Regions from separate parts of the Hordeum vulgare genome. Here region 1 is linked to region 2. The links are chromatin contacts, called in public Hi-C maps. All regions are on one chromosome and are shown on one strand. Each heading gives the region's core, a stretch centred on a gene start, on an enhancer-like site or on the middle of the called end of the contact. The rest is flanking DNA. Distances are from core to core; before and after follow the strand shown. Region 1 holds the start of LOC123416592 (protein SRG1-like). Region 2 holds the start of LOC123447333 (TLC domain-containing protein 4-like).

Region 1 (3,455 bases), core at 884-3,383, 170 kb before region 2:
ATTATATCTGCTCTTTCTGTATTTACTGTAATGACTAAGTAACTGCGGCATTTGAATCAACAGGTATGGGTAAACATGGGTCCGCTTCTGTACCACTTTGCTGATGCCCATGGACCAGATGATGTAATTACTCTTTTGTGGACCCCCATTATTTATGCTAATTGAAGGTGGCATTATCAGTTGACATAGTTTCTCCTTGAACTCAGGATATGTCTATCGAACTAAGTTTGGAAGATGTGAAAAGGGTAGCTTACCATTATGGGTTTGTGATGGAGGTGAGGGTTTATGCACTATAAGTTGGCCATTGCTGTCTCCACAGATTTTATTGACATGCAATTTGCAGGTGGAGAAGATGATAGATACCATGTACACGGCAAATATGGCATCGATGATGCAGGTAACTTACCAACAGTTGATTGAATCACATGATGTATAACACTGAATTCAGTCAATGCATGGCGAGCGGTCTTATATCTGCATCTGGTTTGAGTTGCAGAATCGATACCGCGCGACATTTTGGACGATGAGGAAGGACGCATCTCGTTCGAAAGCTAAAAAGCGCCAGTGAGGTGAAGATCCTCCGGCTAGTGTGAAATCTGCGTCGAAGCTGTTAGAAATTTAGTAAGAGTAATTTGGGTCAGTCCCATCGGTGATGTTTATCCTAGGACAAACGTGATGTGTTTGGTGCCGCCATTGTCGCACCATGATATACTACTATTGATACTCAAACCTCAGAGCGAAACTATGTCGTGAATACTGCGATATAATTTGCTTGAGCCACTTTTAGCAAACGGGCGGTGTGATGTACACGAAAGAAAAAGGTTGACCACTTGACCATGCTATATTAGGCCGTGTTTGGTTCAACTTATTTTTACCAACTTCTGTTTTAAAAAGCTAAAAGCTTACCAAAGGAATAAATGTTCAAAGCAGTTTTTGAGAATCTATAGTTTCTTTCTAGTGTAAATTTCAAAGTTGTGGTATCCCAACTTTTGAGTTTCCAGGTTTTTCACAGCAACTTTTTCATAACAACTTTTCCACATCAGTTTTTTTAGACCTGACCTGAGTAGCTGCCTTAGACCTGACCAAGCAGATGAGCTCGCTGGCTCTGTTCTTGCCTTTTATATTCCGCCGCATGCAAAAATCTCCATAACTTTCTTCACTAAAAAATTCCCCTTGTTGTGTAGCAGAAGCACTAATCGCTTCCCCCCGCCGGAGACATCTCTGTAGTACGCCACGAACCGGTGCTCCATCACCGTATAAGAACGTCTAGCAAACCCTGTATAATGCTAATGCTCCATCACTGTAAAATACGGTTTTACGGATCGGCACGAACGACGACTTGATCACGGGCACAAGCTCAAGCCCATCTATCTGACGACCTATATAAGGAGGCACTGGCTTGTGAAGCGAAACTAACTCACTCTCTCCCTCTTGCATAACCCTAGCCATAATCTACTATTCCTCTGACTGTGCTGCTTTCAACGATCCCATCCCGATGACCGTGTGCACGACCGGTGAAGAGAGCAGGTGTCTCCGAAACCCTGTCATTCAAGATCTTGTCCGGGAGAACGACGATAAGGTTTTTGGGAAGCGTCTCGGCGCGACAGCTCCCTATGCAGCCCCGTATCCGTCTTTCTCTGTTTTGACTACTTTTCCTCCATCGCCTCCACGGCCGTCACCGATGCCCACCACGAAGAAGGCCACGGAGGACGTCGCTGCCAAGAAGAAGGCCACGAAGGTTGCCTAGGATGTTGCTGCCGCCATCGTGTTGGTCTGGCCAATCAGAGAGTATGACCTGTTCATTCCCTATTTACTCGTTCATGTGCTAGCCGTATATGCTATGTTCATATATGTTTCAGTTATGTACATGCTTACACACTTAGTTATTGTTATAAGTTGCGTATTGTGTTTGTCATGCTTACATTACTAGTAGATTACATTAATCGAAAAAATACTAACATTTCCAACATACGTAACGTAAGTATATGGTATATGTATAATTTTAAGCTGTGTTGACATCACTGGCTACATGTAACATGTCCCATAGCCGCCACTGTTTTTGGACCGTTGTACTATACCTACCCACTTGAAACAACATTATTGGCATGCACATACCCACCATCGAACCACCCACATTTTTATACTAGGAGTAGATTCTCGTCCGGGTGCACAACCCAACCAGCACAGCACCTACGTACCCAAAGTCAAAACTCAAAAACGCAGCACAGAAACAGAAGGACAGAAACCGAAGGATCGATGGAGATCGGCGACGACGTCGTCGTCACCAGGGCCGGGATCACGGACGCCGCGGAGGCCACGTTCGCGGACTCCACCGAGATCCCCGACAGGTATGCCCGGCCGGACGAGGTCGGGGACGGGGTCGTCGTGGGCGACGACGAGAGCTACGAGCTGCCGCTCGTTGACATGGCGAGGCTGCTAGCCTCGGAGTCCTCGGAGGCGGAGACGGCCAAGCTTGGCTCTGCGTGTCGAGACTGGGGCTTCTTCCAGGTTAATTATTAGGCATCCTTCATCTTTTTCCCTACAGAGGAAATTTGCATCCGCATCAGTTATCCTTTTTTGGGGGGTACTACTATGAAATCAAACATTCTTCGATCGTTTTGCAGCTAACAAACCACGGAGTCGACGAATCAGTTGTACAAGGCATGAAAGATAACGCTATGCAGTTCTTCCGCTTGGCGCTGGAGAAGAAGAACGCACTGGCCGTCCATGCCGGCAGCCTGGGAGGGTTTGGGCACCACTTCACCGGAGCGTCCCGCAAGTTGGACTGGGCAGAGAGCCTCATCCTCGCGACGCAACAGAACGAGAAAACCAGCATGGACTTCTGGCCCGCCGATCCACCAACATTTAGGTCATTTTCTTCATTCAAACATTTTTGGGTCTTCCTTTCAAGCATGCATGCATGCATGCATGGAGGAAGTACATCTCGTTCGCCTGCTTATAAGTTATAACCAATTAATCACCAGGGACGCGCTCGGCAAGTACTCGCGCGAGGTGTCGAGCCTCACGAGGCGTCTCGTGGGGTTCATGGCGAGCGACCTCGGGGTGGAGCCGGAGGAGCTGGACGGGGCCTTCCGTGGCAAGACGCAGAGCGTCGCCATGCACCATTACCCGCCGTGCCGGCACCCGGACAAGGTGATAGGCATCACGCCGCACCACGACGGCCTCGGGCTGGCGCTGCTGCTGCACGTGGACGACAGCCCGGGCCTGCAGGTGAGGAGGGGCGGCAGGTGGTTCCCGCTGGACCCGCTGCCGGGCGCCCTCGTCGTCAACGTCGGGGACATCCTCCAGGTCCTCACCAACGGCAAGTACAGGAGCGCCGAGCATAGGGTGCTGGTGGACGCCGAGAGGGGGCGGGCGACCGTGGTGATGTTCCAGGACGCGTCCGTCGCCGGGACGGTGAAGCCGCTGCCGGGGCTCGGCGAGGCCAGGTACAG
Region 2 (3,844 bases), core at 885-3,384:
AGCTGGTCAGAAAACATACCCGAGAAGAACACTAGGTATACTGACATAACTGTAATGAATATTGCATGGACAGTGGACATGCCCCTAGAAGATAAAAAGTCATAAATATTATGTATGACAAAGGAGGGAGTTGGATAGTAAGTTGTAAAATTAATCTCACCTGTTGTTCCATTCGATCTTCTGCATGTTGTTAAGAGAAGCATAACCTTTGAACTTGAATGAACTGATAATGCGCGTGAAATCATAAGCCTGAGCTAGTAAACACAAATAATGTTACGCGATGGTCAAGGAAGTTTTACAATGATTGAAGTTCAGGTATGATAGATGCATTTACAAAGTTCCATTGAGAATTAAGGTTCACAGAGATAACGCATGCTAGAAATCATGTTCATTGCTAGCATCACACTACTCTATTGCAGCGAGCTACTCAGAGAATACCAATATATCGAGTTAGCTCAGCAAAAATTCATTTGCGTTAGCTCAACCAAAAATCCGCTCGTGTTAGCTCAACCAAAATCTGTTTGCGTCAGCTTAACCATAACATGGTGGGGCTTTAGGCTGTATAGCATTTGACCTTAGCTTATAAAGTCATAATGAATACTGAACTGAGGTCAAAGAAATGAAGTGTATCTACAAATAAATACAAACCTTAATAAGCAAATATGTACTGCTAAGCAAAATTTCTTTGTTCGACTGGTGCCTGATCTACACTCATCAGTGTAATCACGGTTTGGAAGGGTGAAAAAACCCAATACAAATTGACATGTTAAATAAAAAACCCAAAATATAATGAGAACATTTTCTAATGATATCTCTTGATGTTAAGCGCCCACATGAAACTCAGTAAGTCAAACCACATGAACATAAAAAGAAATTTAAAACACTTTTTGCCCAATCAACATGCTATACAAAAAAGTTATTGCACGGTTACCAGTAGAGTGGTCAAAAGAGTTAAGAGAACAAGGGCGAATGACATTACCAATTTGCACATCAGGATTCCCCCAAGCACAGAAGTGTATGGAGCATAGGAGTCTGCTAGCAGGTAGTCCCTAACAAGAACCTCTTTGTACTTATAGGCTTTAAATGCCATGGCTGGAGCCGCAGGCGCGTCCATATCCAGATTTGTGGCCACTCAACAGCCTGATGAAGAAACCAAACAGAGATATATATATAAGTACCAAGAATTACTAATCGACAATGCGCAGGCTTGGAAACTCAAGAGGACTATTGAGCGTTTCGTGATATCTACACTAATTATAGTACTAAGGTACGGCTAACAACTTTGCATGACATGGGTAGGGCGGATCAACGGCTCCACAAGACAAGATCACTATCAGAGCAAACGTGTTTGTTTGAACCGCTTTAAAAAGTGCAGACAACCAAAAGTGGAAGAATTTCGCATGGTAAAATAGAGATGCACCCCTCCTGATTCCTAACAAGTCGCTGCTAAACAAGGGAATCTCTGTCCCATGTAAATAATGGTAAGAGCAAATTTTTTTTTTTAAAAAAAATCAGTGACGAGACCACCGCAGCAGCACTACTTGACTTGAAAGTAAAAAAGCAGGTACACTAGCCCATCCAACGGGACGGCAACCAATTGGCAAACGGCGCATGGACTGGGACTGGGAGCTACTCGTGCAAGAAGCGCAACTAAGATTTCAAGCGCAGCAGCAACATCCCATCCCGTCCCAATCTCCACCTCGAAACAGCCGGCCGAGGGCGCCAAGATCGGGCGTGCTCGCTCCCAGTCCCCACAGGCTAGACGAAATCCAAGCTTCAAGTCCTCCAAGAAGGCAAAACAAGCTATAAAGCGCAGAAGAAGCTGGGCAGGGAGGAGGGAGGGAGCGGAAGCTAGCGCACCTGAGCGTGGCGAGGTTGCGGGGAACTTGCGGTGGCCGGGAAGCGAGGTTGGGGGTTGGGGAAGCGAGCGCGGTGGATTGGGAGAAGGCCGCGGATTCCTTGTCCTCTTGGCAGAGCCTTTGGTTGCTTGTGTCCCGGTTCTTGCTTGGCTATTGGCTATTGGAGGGGAAGGGGAAGGGGAAAGCGAGCGCTGGATGCAAAGGAAAGGAGACGATGCCCGCGGGCCACGCCAGGAGATTTCTTTCTTTTCTTTTCTTTCTCGTTCTCAGACTCAGAGATGGAGAAAGAATTATTGCGACGCGGCCGGAGCAATAAATAATGCAAAGTGCTGTCGCGGCGGGAGAAATAAATAGATAGAGTACACGGCGATCGGAACGGGTCGCGAAGCCTCGCTCGCTCGCTCGTTCGTGGGCCTCCTGGGACGCGACACGTGGCACCGCCTCGTTTCGCCAATAAAATTATCGCGTGCGGCTCAATCTCTACGATCTCGTTTTCTTTTCAGGAAATCTTCAATCTATTTATGTTCAACTGTGATAGTATAAGGAACGACTGATGTAATAAAATCGTCTATGAACCATCCACACACGAATACAAACACCGGAGCGAGCCGAATGCGTGTTGCCGTCATTGCCCCTCCCGGTGTTTCGGTGAGAGCATTTTGTGGAGATCTATTCGAGTGGGGCTAGTCCTTTGTGGACCTAAGCCATGGTGGAATAGACAAGGTTGCTTCTCCATGAACCCTTCGTGCGTGGAGCCCTTCATGACCACCGGATGATGGAATATACAAGGTTACTTCAATTTAAGGGAGAAAGAAGTAGAGGTCCGTGCGCCACCACCGCGGGATGCCGGCGGAGCCCGGCAAGGATGAACGCCTCCTCGCATGGGTGTACTCCATCAGGACGGTCGAGATGGAAGAATGCCGATACACTCTGGCTTGCTATTGATCAGTCGGAGCGTGAGGCGGCTCAGATCGTCGAGTTGAAGCGGGAATAGGACATGACGGTTCGTGAGATGAAGGGACTCATCGTCCTCTCCGACTCTGACGACGAAGACGGCGACGACGACACCTCCTCCATTGATGATCAAGACCCTCCTCCCCAAGCCATGGACGACTACAACTGCGTCGGCAACTGAAAGGGCGAAGGCCCAGCAAGGAAGTGGTGATCTTGCCCCTCCTCCGCATTGTTTATATCGTTTTTAGTTGTAGAAATTTAAGAACTATGTCCGATGAACTTAAGGTGATCTTCCGGGGTGATGTTTGATGTATGTTTGTAGTCAATCTTGTGTTCGTTTGCATCTGATTTTGTTGTCTGACGTTTGATCACATAGAGTAGTTCAACGTTGCATGTGTAATATGGATATAGGGTGACCGATATGAGATACCACGATTCCACGATGGGCTAATTACCGTGGAGCGTGAATAAAGATGGTCACATTACCATGGCTAATTACCGGTCACGCCTTAAATCTGTTCCTCTCCATTTGAGTCTCTCATATTTCATTCCCTCGGTCCATACATCATGTAGAATAAGCCTACGTACTACGACAATCTAGCTACGATTCGTCGTTGGAGATGTCCACGACGTGTGTGTTGGGCACCGGGTGGTAGTGTTGGGGAACGTCGCGTGGGAAACAAAAATTTTCCTACGCGCACGAAGACCTATCATGGTGATGTCCATCTACGAGAGGGGATGAGTGATCTACGTACCCTTCTAGATCGTACAGCAGAAGCGTTAGAGAACGCGGTTGATGTAGTGGAACGTCCTCACGTCCCTCGATCCGCCCCGCGAACAATCCCGCGATCAGTCCCACGATCTAGTACCGAACGGACGGCACCTCCGCGTTCAGCACACGTACAGCTCGACGATGATCTCGGCCTTCTTGATCCAGCAAGAGAGACGGAGAGGTAGAAGAGTTCTCCGGCAGCGTGACGGCGCTCCGGAGGTTGGTGATGACCTTGTCTCAGCAGGGCTCCGCCCGAGCT

What was found. Hi-C and Micro-C count contacts between places; a contact is called where the count stands out from the background.
Region 1: a Hi-C map of leaf shows a contact between it and region 2, with 7 times the contacts expected there. The contact joins the promoter of LOC123416592 here to the promoter of LOC123447333 in region 2. A contact is called at or near these places in 2 of 6 Hi-C or Micro-C datasets (both in leaf).

What each region holds. Positions count from the first base shown.
Region 1 is chr1H:480,225,910-480,229,364 of MorexV3_pseudomolecules_assembly, reverse strand. LOC123416592 (protein SRG1-like) reads left to right here and starts at 2,133. Exons shown (of 3, transcript XM_045106807.1): 1 at 2,133-2,508; 2 at 2,625-2,869; 3 at 2,985-3,455. The coding sequence starts at 2,257. It overlaps LOC123416608 (a long non-coding RNA gene), which reads left to right and starts at 75. Exons shown (of 3, transcript XR_006616222.1): 1 at 75-123; 2 at 207-275; 3 at 344-397.
Region 2 is chr1H:480,053,081-480,056,924 of MorexV3_pseudomolecules_assembly, reverse strand. LOC123447333 (TLC domain-containing protein 4-like) reads right to left here and starts at 2,134. Exons shown (of 9, transcript XM_045123929.1): 1 at 1,861-2,134; 2 at 980-1,140; 3 at 161-249; 4 at 1-84. The coding sequence starts at 1,114.